Regions from separate parts of the Pan troglodytes genome. Here region 2 is linked to region 1. Evidence: chromatin contacts called from public Hi-C data. All regions are on one chromosome and are shown on one strand. Each heading gives the region's core, a stretch centred on a gene start, on an enhancer-like site or on the middle of the called end of the contact. The rest is flanking DNA. Distances are from core to core; before and after follow the strand shown. Region 1 holds the start of MTFR1L (mitochondrial fission regulator 1 like). Region 2 holds the start of RSRP1 (arginine and serine rich protein 1).

What was found. A called contact is a pair of places that touch in the nucleus more often than the background predicts.
Region 2: a contact with region 1 is called in a Hi-C map of stem cell-derived neural progenitor cells, with 4 times the contacts expected there. The contact joins the promoter of RSRP1 here to the promoter of MTFR1L in region 1. A contact is called at or near these places in 1 of 7 Hi-C or Micro-C datasets (stem cell-derived neural progenitor cells) and 1 of 1 datasets of contacts at active chromatin or transcription factors (stem cell-derived excitatory neurons).

Annotation. Positions count from the first base shown.
Region 1 is chr1:205,152,493-205,156,341 of NHGRI_mPanTro3-v2.0_pri, forward strand. MTFR1L (mitochondrial fission regulator 1 like) reads right to left here and starts at 2,475. Exons shown (of 7, transcript NM_001246545.1): 1 at 2,417-2,475.
Region 2 is chr1:205,764,075-205,768,562 of NHGRI_mPanTro3-v2.0_pri, forward strand. It overlaps RSRP1 (arginine and serine rich protein 1), which reads left to right and starts at 1,265. Exons shown (of 5, transcript NM_001251891.1): 1 at 1,265-1,446; 2 at 1,723-2,314; 3 at 3,453-3,604. The coding sequence starts at 1,789.

The sequences.
Region 1 (3,849 bases), core at 1,225-3,724:
AATAGAATCCTTGGTAGCTACAAAGCTCATCTAGCCAAATTATAAGTACTATCCAAGCCCAGGATTCATTCTTGAAGATGAGATGTAAAAGCACTGCTGGGCCCTTGCAAAGGGGGAGATCAGAGAAAATAGGAGAACGAACACCAGCTCATGCCAATCTCAGTCTCCTGAGCTACAGAGAAAAAGAGCCAAAAAAGTTTATCCTGGCTCAGCCACCTTCTGGCTTTGTAGCTACAGGCAAGTTATTTAACTTTTCTGAATGTTGGTTTTTCCATCTGGAAAAAGGAGACAGGAAAAGCTGCCACTGGAGGCTACCCTAAGGGTCAATGAGTGAAATGGGGTTGAGTGCTTAATGAACTGTTAAAACATGACACAGATGGGTGAGGTGACATCTGACTGCTCTTCACAGCAGTCCTTGCATGGTGAGCAGATGCAATCAGTGTGCTCGTTCATTCACTTGTTCATCAAACACCAGCAGTACCCACTTGTGCCAGGCCTTGTGCTGGGCACCGTAGGGGCTATGGAAGGAGTAAGACACAGTCATGCTCTCAAGGAACTCGCTGTCCAGCAGAGTGATAGGACATGAATACATACTTCTAGCAAAGGCTGAGTAGCATTAGGCAGGTGGCCAGATGAGGTCAGAGCTCTGGCCCTAGTGCCCTGTAGTAAGTTGCGAGGGAGTAGGAAATGAAGACAAAACAGCAAGAGCACAGGTCCAGCACAAGAAGGTGAAGGACATGGAAAGAGGAGCAGAGCATGATAAAGCTACAAAAGTAGGGGGCAAGTCATGAGGTCCGGGTCACTGGGGAGCCCTGGACAGGCTCTGAACGGGAGATAGACTAGACTGACAAAGCAGCTCTTTCTGGAGACCTCCTGTGGAGGGTCCCCTCTTCTACCCTTGGGAGACGAGGTGTCATTCACTTTACGATACACATGGGGAAAGGAAGTTGGACAGGGGAAGGCACTTGTCTAAGGTCACTCAGTGGTCATGCCAGTGCAAAGCACCCAAAGCCTGGTCCAGGTCCTGCCACCTCCTGCGTGGGCTCCATCTTCTCGGCTCAGTTCAAGCCTTTATTATCAGAGTCCCTCTGTGTGCCAGGCTCTGTGCTGAATGTCCGTGTCGGCCACAAATTGCACTAACGGTGCTTACTGCCACTTCCTCTCCGACCTTACCTCCAAAGACCCAGCTGGGCCTAACCCTCACACACAGCCAGAGGAATCCTTCCCAAACACACTGTTAATCACATTGCTCATCCGTTTAAAACTGGCTTACTAGAGCCAACACAGGATAAAATCCACAATCAGTCCCAAACCCATCTTTCTCTGCCGTCTCTAGACCACACTCACTGAGCACCAAGGCCTGCACGCTTCGCAGCCAGCCCTCCTGCTCTCCCCCTTGCCCTCCAGCCACACTGGCCCTCAACCCCCAACACTGGGCCCACCTCTGAGCCCTGCATCAAACAGCAGCACCCCCTTCGCCGAGCTCATTCTTCATCATTCCTCAGAGCTCAGCTTAAGCATCACCTTCCTTCCCTGCGACAGGGTCAGGTCCTTTCCTGTGCGCTCCGCAGCACCCTGCCTGTCCCTCGGAGTCCTCGCGAGAGGAACTAGATAACTGTGATCCCCGCGCACAGCACGGTGTCTGCCTAGGACACAGTGAGCGCTTCAACGCGCTGAACTAAACGAATGAAGGGGAACACCAACTCAGCTGTCACCCCCGCCCCCAAGTGTCACTGGCTAGAAGATCTTCCCCCGGTTCGCCGGCAGCACCGGTGGGTCTTGTCACCTCTGCGCCCCGCAGCCCTCCGGAGGCTGCAGTTGCTGTCTGTTGACAGGCGTCCCCTCAGGAGAACGGGAGCTCCTCCAGCGCAGGGCCCCGCTCAGCACCCCTGGTCCCGGGGGCCCCCACGGAGGCCGCCGCGCTCAGTGAAACTTTGCCGCGCGCAGCAGTGGCCGGAGACCCGCGCGGACCCTCTCCCCGCGGGGACCCGCCAGGGCGAGTCGCCCCTCCCCCGCGGCAGACGACCCGACCTGGGCCAAGGTCGGCCAAGTCCTCGCCGCCTGCCCAGCGGCCCTTGGACCCACAGGACCCGGACCCGAGTGCGCGGAAGCCTCCGAGCCGCGGCCAGGTCTCAGAATGCGCGGCGGGGCAGCCCGGCCCGTCAAGCAGCGAAGCCGAAACTAGAAGCCTGAGGTCTGGCTTGGTCACTGTTTGCTGGGGAACTCCGACGAGCAACTACCCTTCGGGAACTCAGTTTCCCCCGGGCCAAGTGAGACGGACAGCTGCGGCTCCCGCGAGAACTCGCGCGGGAACAGGAGCTGCGGGCTCCGCACAGCGCCCGGCACGTAGACCCAGTCTACTAACGGGCTGGAAGGTCGCGCTCCCGCCTCCGCGCCGCCGTAGAACCTTTCTCACCTCAGGCTCGGGCTCCCGGACTCTCTCACCTCACGGCCCCTCCTTCCACCTTGGGCCGCCCAGCCTCAACCTCCTTCACTTCCGCTGACCCGCCCCCCGGAAGCGATCCTCCGCAGCTGCGCACCGAGCCGCACCTCCGCGCACCCTCAGGAGGCGGGTCCAGCTCGGCGGCGAGGGGAGCGCGGCCCCCGAGTGGGCGAGGCGCTGGCGGCCGTAGGCTCCGATACCGCGGAGCACACTCCCCTCCATCGAGACCGTGGCCCCGCGGGGTCTGTGTCCCCGGGAGGAGTTGGCTGCGTTTGGAAATCCCTCGGCCTGGTATTCGTCGCGTCTCCCTGCTTGTTGCTCTCCACGTTTAGCCCCATCCGACTTCTGGAAGCCCAGGGGTGTGTCGCTCGACCCCTAAAATATGCTCCTACCCCTAGGGCAAACTTCAGAATCCTCACCCTGGCCCCCTTCCCAGTTCTTGGTTCCCAGGCAGGTCCCTTTGCAAAGCCTCTCTCCAGCAAGAATGCGCAGAATGGGCCTCTTTCTCCTCTGACTCCTGCCCTCCAGCACTTTGCAGCTTTCTTCTATTTTAGCCTCTCTCTCTCTCTCTCTCTCACACACACACACACACACACGGTATATTCAATGAGTTTGCTTATTAGATGGGTACTTGGTGTACAAGACTCCAGAGGCTCTGTGGGAAGAGCCACATTCCTTCCAGGCTCACTAACCCACTCCCTCTTTGTGCTCCGGCCCTCACTGTCTTGGTCTGTGGCATGCAGTTCCTGGGTCACATTTCCTTCTCTGCCTTCAGCACAGCCTCGGGCTGTGCCTGGCTCCCAGGCTGGAGTTCCTTGGTTCCAAAGCCTGCAGTCCCCTCTGCCAGAGACAGAGCTGGTTTCATGGGTGAACAGCCCATGCAGTCACAACGGGCCGCATGCTCAGAATCCTGTACTTGGTTTAGTACTTTGCTGTTGCCGTCTTGAAATGATTTTCTAATAGGGGGTCTTGTGTTTTCATTTTGCACGGGGCTGTGCAAATTATGTAACTGGTCCTGGCTAGAGACCTCAGAGGTCGTCCACCCTGATCTCCACCATATCTCAAACGCTGAAGATTGACTTCCAGGTCTGGCCCTCTTCCCAGGATGGCACATTGTGTTTTAATCATTACCTTTCCCTCCTGTGCGATGGCGGATCATGCAAGTCCACGCTGGCTGTCTGTCCTGGGTGTAGATGCTGATTTGGTGTCCCACTCAGATCCCCTTGCAGGAAGAATGGAGCCCCCTACCTGGGAATTTCCTTCACCTCCCAAGCCAATGACTGATACAAGGTCCAAAAGGCCAGTTCAGCTCTGCAGTGTGGTTTATACCCCACAGCTCTTCCACTGTGGGTCAGGCCAAGGCTGGGCTGAGACTGTTCCTGCTCAGCATTTTTCCTTTCCCTCTT
Region 2 (4,488 bases), core at 15-2,514, 610 kb after region 1:
TGAGATTTAGAGAAGAAACTGTTTAAGAACTACTTCCATCATGATGCATCCTCAGGAGATGTGGATGAACTGCGGAGATGTGGGGTGAAGATGAACAAGAGATGAGTGAGTTTGTATCTCCCTCTAAAGAAAGTGGCTTTTGTCAAAATGTACTTGTAAAGAAGTGTATAGGCTGGGCAAAGTGGCTCACGCCTGTAATCCCAAAACTTCAGGAGGCTGAGGCGGAAGAATCGCTTGAGCCCAGGAGTTGGAGACCAGCCTGGGCAACACAGTTAGATCCCGTGGGTAAAAAAGTACAAAAATTAGCATGGTGATGCATGCCTGTAGTTCCAGCTCTTCGGGAGCCTGGGCTGCAGTGAACCGTGATGGCCCCACCACACTCCAGCCTGGGCGAGTGAGACCCTGTCTCAAAGAAAAAAAAAAAAAAAGGCAATTAACCCACAATTTTCAAGGCAATTGTTATGCTTTATTACAAGAAGTGTTTGAAATGCATACCATTTGTAGATCCCTAGAAGTAAAATAGTCACCTTTGTTTACACTCACACCAAACACAGTTTTTGGAAGAGATATCGCAGACTTCATTATTATCCCCAGATTAAAGGTCAGTTTTGAGTCTTTTTATTTTGTTTCGACCTTATTACCTTCCTAGCCAAAACATGGAAGTAAAACATCTTTTCTACGTTAATACTGCATTTCCAGGGATCTTGGGGTGTTCCGGGGGAGGGTGCGGTCCCTCCTCTGTCATGGCGGGGTGTGGACGCGGTCGCCTTCTCCTGGCGCCGCGGTACCTAGGACAGGAGGAAGAGGCCAGAAAGGGTCCAGGGAGGCTCAGGCCGGGTCTGCGACTTGCCGGTGGGTGGCGGCAACGACCCTGTGGGCACCAGCCCGTCAGACGGCCCCAGCTCCGAGCCCGGCTGCGAGCCCTCTCCAGCCTGCAGCCGCTCCCCTCCCGGCCCTACTCCCCGCCCGGCACTGACGTCAAGCCCCGCCCGTGCAGTGAGGCCAGAGCCTGGTGTAGCCCCACGCGGGGCCGTCCCATCTTCGAAGTTTTCTGGTGACTGGGTCGGTCCCGCAATTATCTCAGATCGGGGGGGAAGCCAAGGGCAACGGGACACCCTGATGTATCAAGCACCGCCCCCTGGAGGCAAGAGCGCGAGGCACAGGGCGCGGCTTGGGGAGGGAGGAGGCAGGGCGGTGGTTGGGCAAGAGGAGAGCCACGCCCACCACGGAACATCTCTGCGCATGCGCTGGGGGGGGCCAGCTTCTGGTACTTTTGACGCGTCTGCTAACGTAGTCCCTCAGTGCGCATCCGGACGTCGGAGGGGGAGGTTTTGGAATTCGCCGTTCGAAAGCAGGGACGTAAAGCCCCACTTCGTCTTACGTTTCGAAAGGAAGGCGTCTGTTGGGCCTTTCTCTCAGTCGTGAGGGAGGCGTCGACGGCCTGCGGTAAGTTTTCTGCTGACGGGGTCTCTCAGGACCACCGCAGTGGTCTCTCTGGAGTGAGGGACGGGAAACGTGCCGGGCCCCGCGTTTGGGGAACGCAGCGTTTTGCTTCAAGGCTGCGGCCTCAGGGCGCCGAGCGGGGTTTCTAGGGCTCGGTTCCTGTCGCGGCGGTCGCCGCCCGCGCCGTGGCTCCGCCTCCCGGAGGTTCCCCGACTGTGGCTTCCGGGTGGCCAGGCGCCGGCTTCCGCGACTCGACTTGTTTTTCTCTCGGTTTTTTAGGAAGTCCTGAGTTGAGGCTTGCGGGATCCTTTCCGGAGAAAGCGCAGGCTAAAGCCGCAGGTGAAGATGTCCAACTACGTGAACGACATGTGGCCGGGCTCGCCGCAGGAGAAGGATTCGCCCTCGACTTCGCGGTCGGTCGGGTCCAGCCGGCGCTCGTCGCGGTCTAGGAGCCGCTCTTTTTCCAGAAGCTCTCGGTCCCATTCCCGCGTCTCGAGCCGGTTTTCGTCCAGGAGTCGGAGGAGCAGGTCAAAGTCCCGTTCCCGAAGGCGCCACCAGCGGAAGTACAGGCGCTACTCGCGGTCATACTCGCGGAGCCGGTCGCGATCCCGCAGCCGCCGTTACCGAGAGAGGCGCTACGGGTTCTCCAGGAGATACTACCGGTCTCCTTCGCGGTACCGGTCCCGGTCCCGGTCCCGTAGCAGGTCGCGCTCTCGGGGAAGGTCGTACTGCGGCAGGGCGTACGCGATCGCGCGGGGGCAGCGCTACTACGGCTTTGGTCGCACAGTGTACCCGGAGCAGCACAGCAGATGGAGGGACAGATCCAGGACGAGGTCGCGGAGCAGAACCCCCTTTCGCTTAAGTGAAAAAGGTGGGTGGGTCATTTACCTTTCCATTTGTGGTAATGTATGGCGACAGTATATGAGTAGGCTAGGGAACCAACGTTGCTGTGTAGTTTCAATATTAGTTCCTTTAGTGCCCGAAATCTTTTTTGTTGGAGGAAAGAGGGAGGACATTACCTGTATTTAAGTGGACAGCATTCTCTTTAGGGTTAAAGGTCAACTGGATGTTAAATGGCTCAGGATGTAGGGAACTTTTTTCCTATTGGCTGACTGTTCTTAGTGGGTGGAGCCTTTTAAATGTTATGATTAAGTTAAAGGTTCTAAGTTAACGTGATTGGGAAGAACAATATCAAAACACGCCTTCTTTTAGTTGACATTATTACTGAATAAAATTGGATTGTCGAGCATCCTAAATGACCTAGGAGGCCGGGCGCGGTGGCTCACGTCTGTAATCCCAGCACTTTGGGAGGCGTAGGCGGGTGGGTCACTTGAGGCCAGGCGTTCCATACCAGCCTGGCCAACATAGCTCACTGTCTAGTAAAAGTACAAAAATTAGCCGGGGGTGGTGGTGGAAATACACTTTAGTAGTGTATCAGTATTGGTTCAGTGGTTGTGATAATTATATAAAGAATCTATAGCAGAAAACCCTGGTTTTCAGAAATACATCTTTGAAGAGAAAGCAAAATAATATCACTATTAGCTAGAGAAAATTAAGTACAACAAAAAGACAAAATAATAGGACGCTCAGGCCTTAAGAAAACTGAAAACTAATTGTTGAGATAATTTAAGAATTTTATTCTTTTCAGCAAGAAATGAGCTGGAGAATAGAATTTTCAGTGAATAAAGTTACACAGTTGTCCCTCTGTTCACTCGGGGGATTGGTGCCAGGACGCATATGGAACCCTCGCGCACACTTGGGGTTTACAGTCTCTCAAACACTGTGGTACTTTCTATCTGCATTTAGTAAGGGGGAAGAAAAACAAGTATAAAGTGGACGAGCACAGCTACTAGTGTTCAAGGGCAACCTTAGTTTATCTATTATAAAACAAGTGACTTAATATATTTAATACCACAAAATAACATATTTATTGTGTAATTCTGAGTTCTCTTGGGAAATAACTACCAGATTAATGAGTATTTTAAAGTCTCTCTCTTTTTTTTTTTTAGATCGAATGGAGCTGTTAGAAATAGCAAAAACCAATGCAGCGAAAGCTTTAGGAACAACCAACATTGACTTGCCAGCTAGTCTCAGAACTGTTGCTTTAGCCAAAGAAACAAGCCGTGGAATAGGTGTATCAAGTAATGGTGCAAAGCCTGAAGTAAGTATTCTAGGTTTGTCGGAACAAAACTTTCAGAAAGCCAACTGTCAAATCTGATTAGCCACTTATATCTTAGATTATACTTTTTGGGAAGTCTAGAGATGTATGTAATGTGCTAAATTCAAAGTAGCAAATCTGAAGATAGGCAATGTCATACCCATGAAAATGGGAGATTAATGAGCTTTATTTGGCCGTGCATGGTGCCTCATGCCTGTAATGAGGCAGATGGCTTGAGTCCAGGAGTTCAAGACTAGCCTGGGCAATGTGGCAAAACCGCGTGTTTACAAAAAATACAAAAATTAGCCAGGCATGGTGGTGCATGCCTGTAGTCCCAGCTGTTTGGGAGGCTGAGGCAGGAGGATCTTTGAGCCTAGGATGCTAAGGTTGCAGTGAGCCAAGATGGCACCATTGCACTCTAGCCTGGGCAGCAGAGCGAGCCCCTGTCTCAAAAAATACATTTATTTTTTTCATTTTCAGTTAACACTGTACTCTTATAACACCGTTATTAGCTGGTACTTTGGTGATTTCTATTACTAGTTTTTCTAAGCGATTTACAGAGTGTTTGTAGCTTTCATTTGCAGCATTATGTTCCCACAAATTCTGTACTCAGCATATACAGTATAGTTTATCTGCTCTATTTCTGTCTTATAGAAATCATGAATGTGGTCTGCAGACATTGATGAAGATAATCTGTTGGTAATTGATACATGGGCTAAAGCATCAGAGGTTTAATTTGAAGTTTATGTTTACACACTGAAAACTTAGTTTTTTTGTTGGTAGATCCATGTGCATGCTAGAATTTGGGACAGGTACTATTTGCATAAAGTATTAAAGTCAATTTTTAAACTAAGCAAAGGTACACGTTGTAACGGTGGGGCATCTGT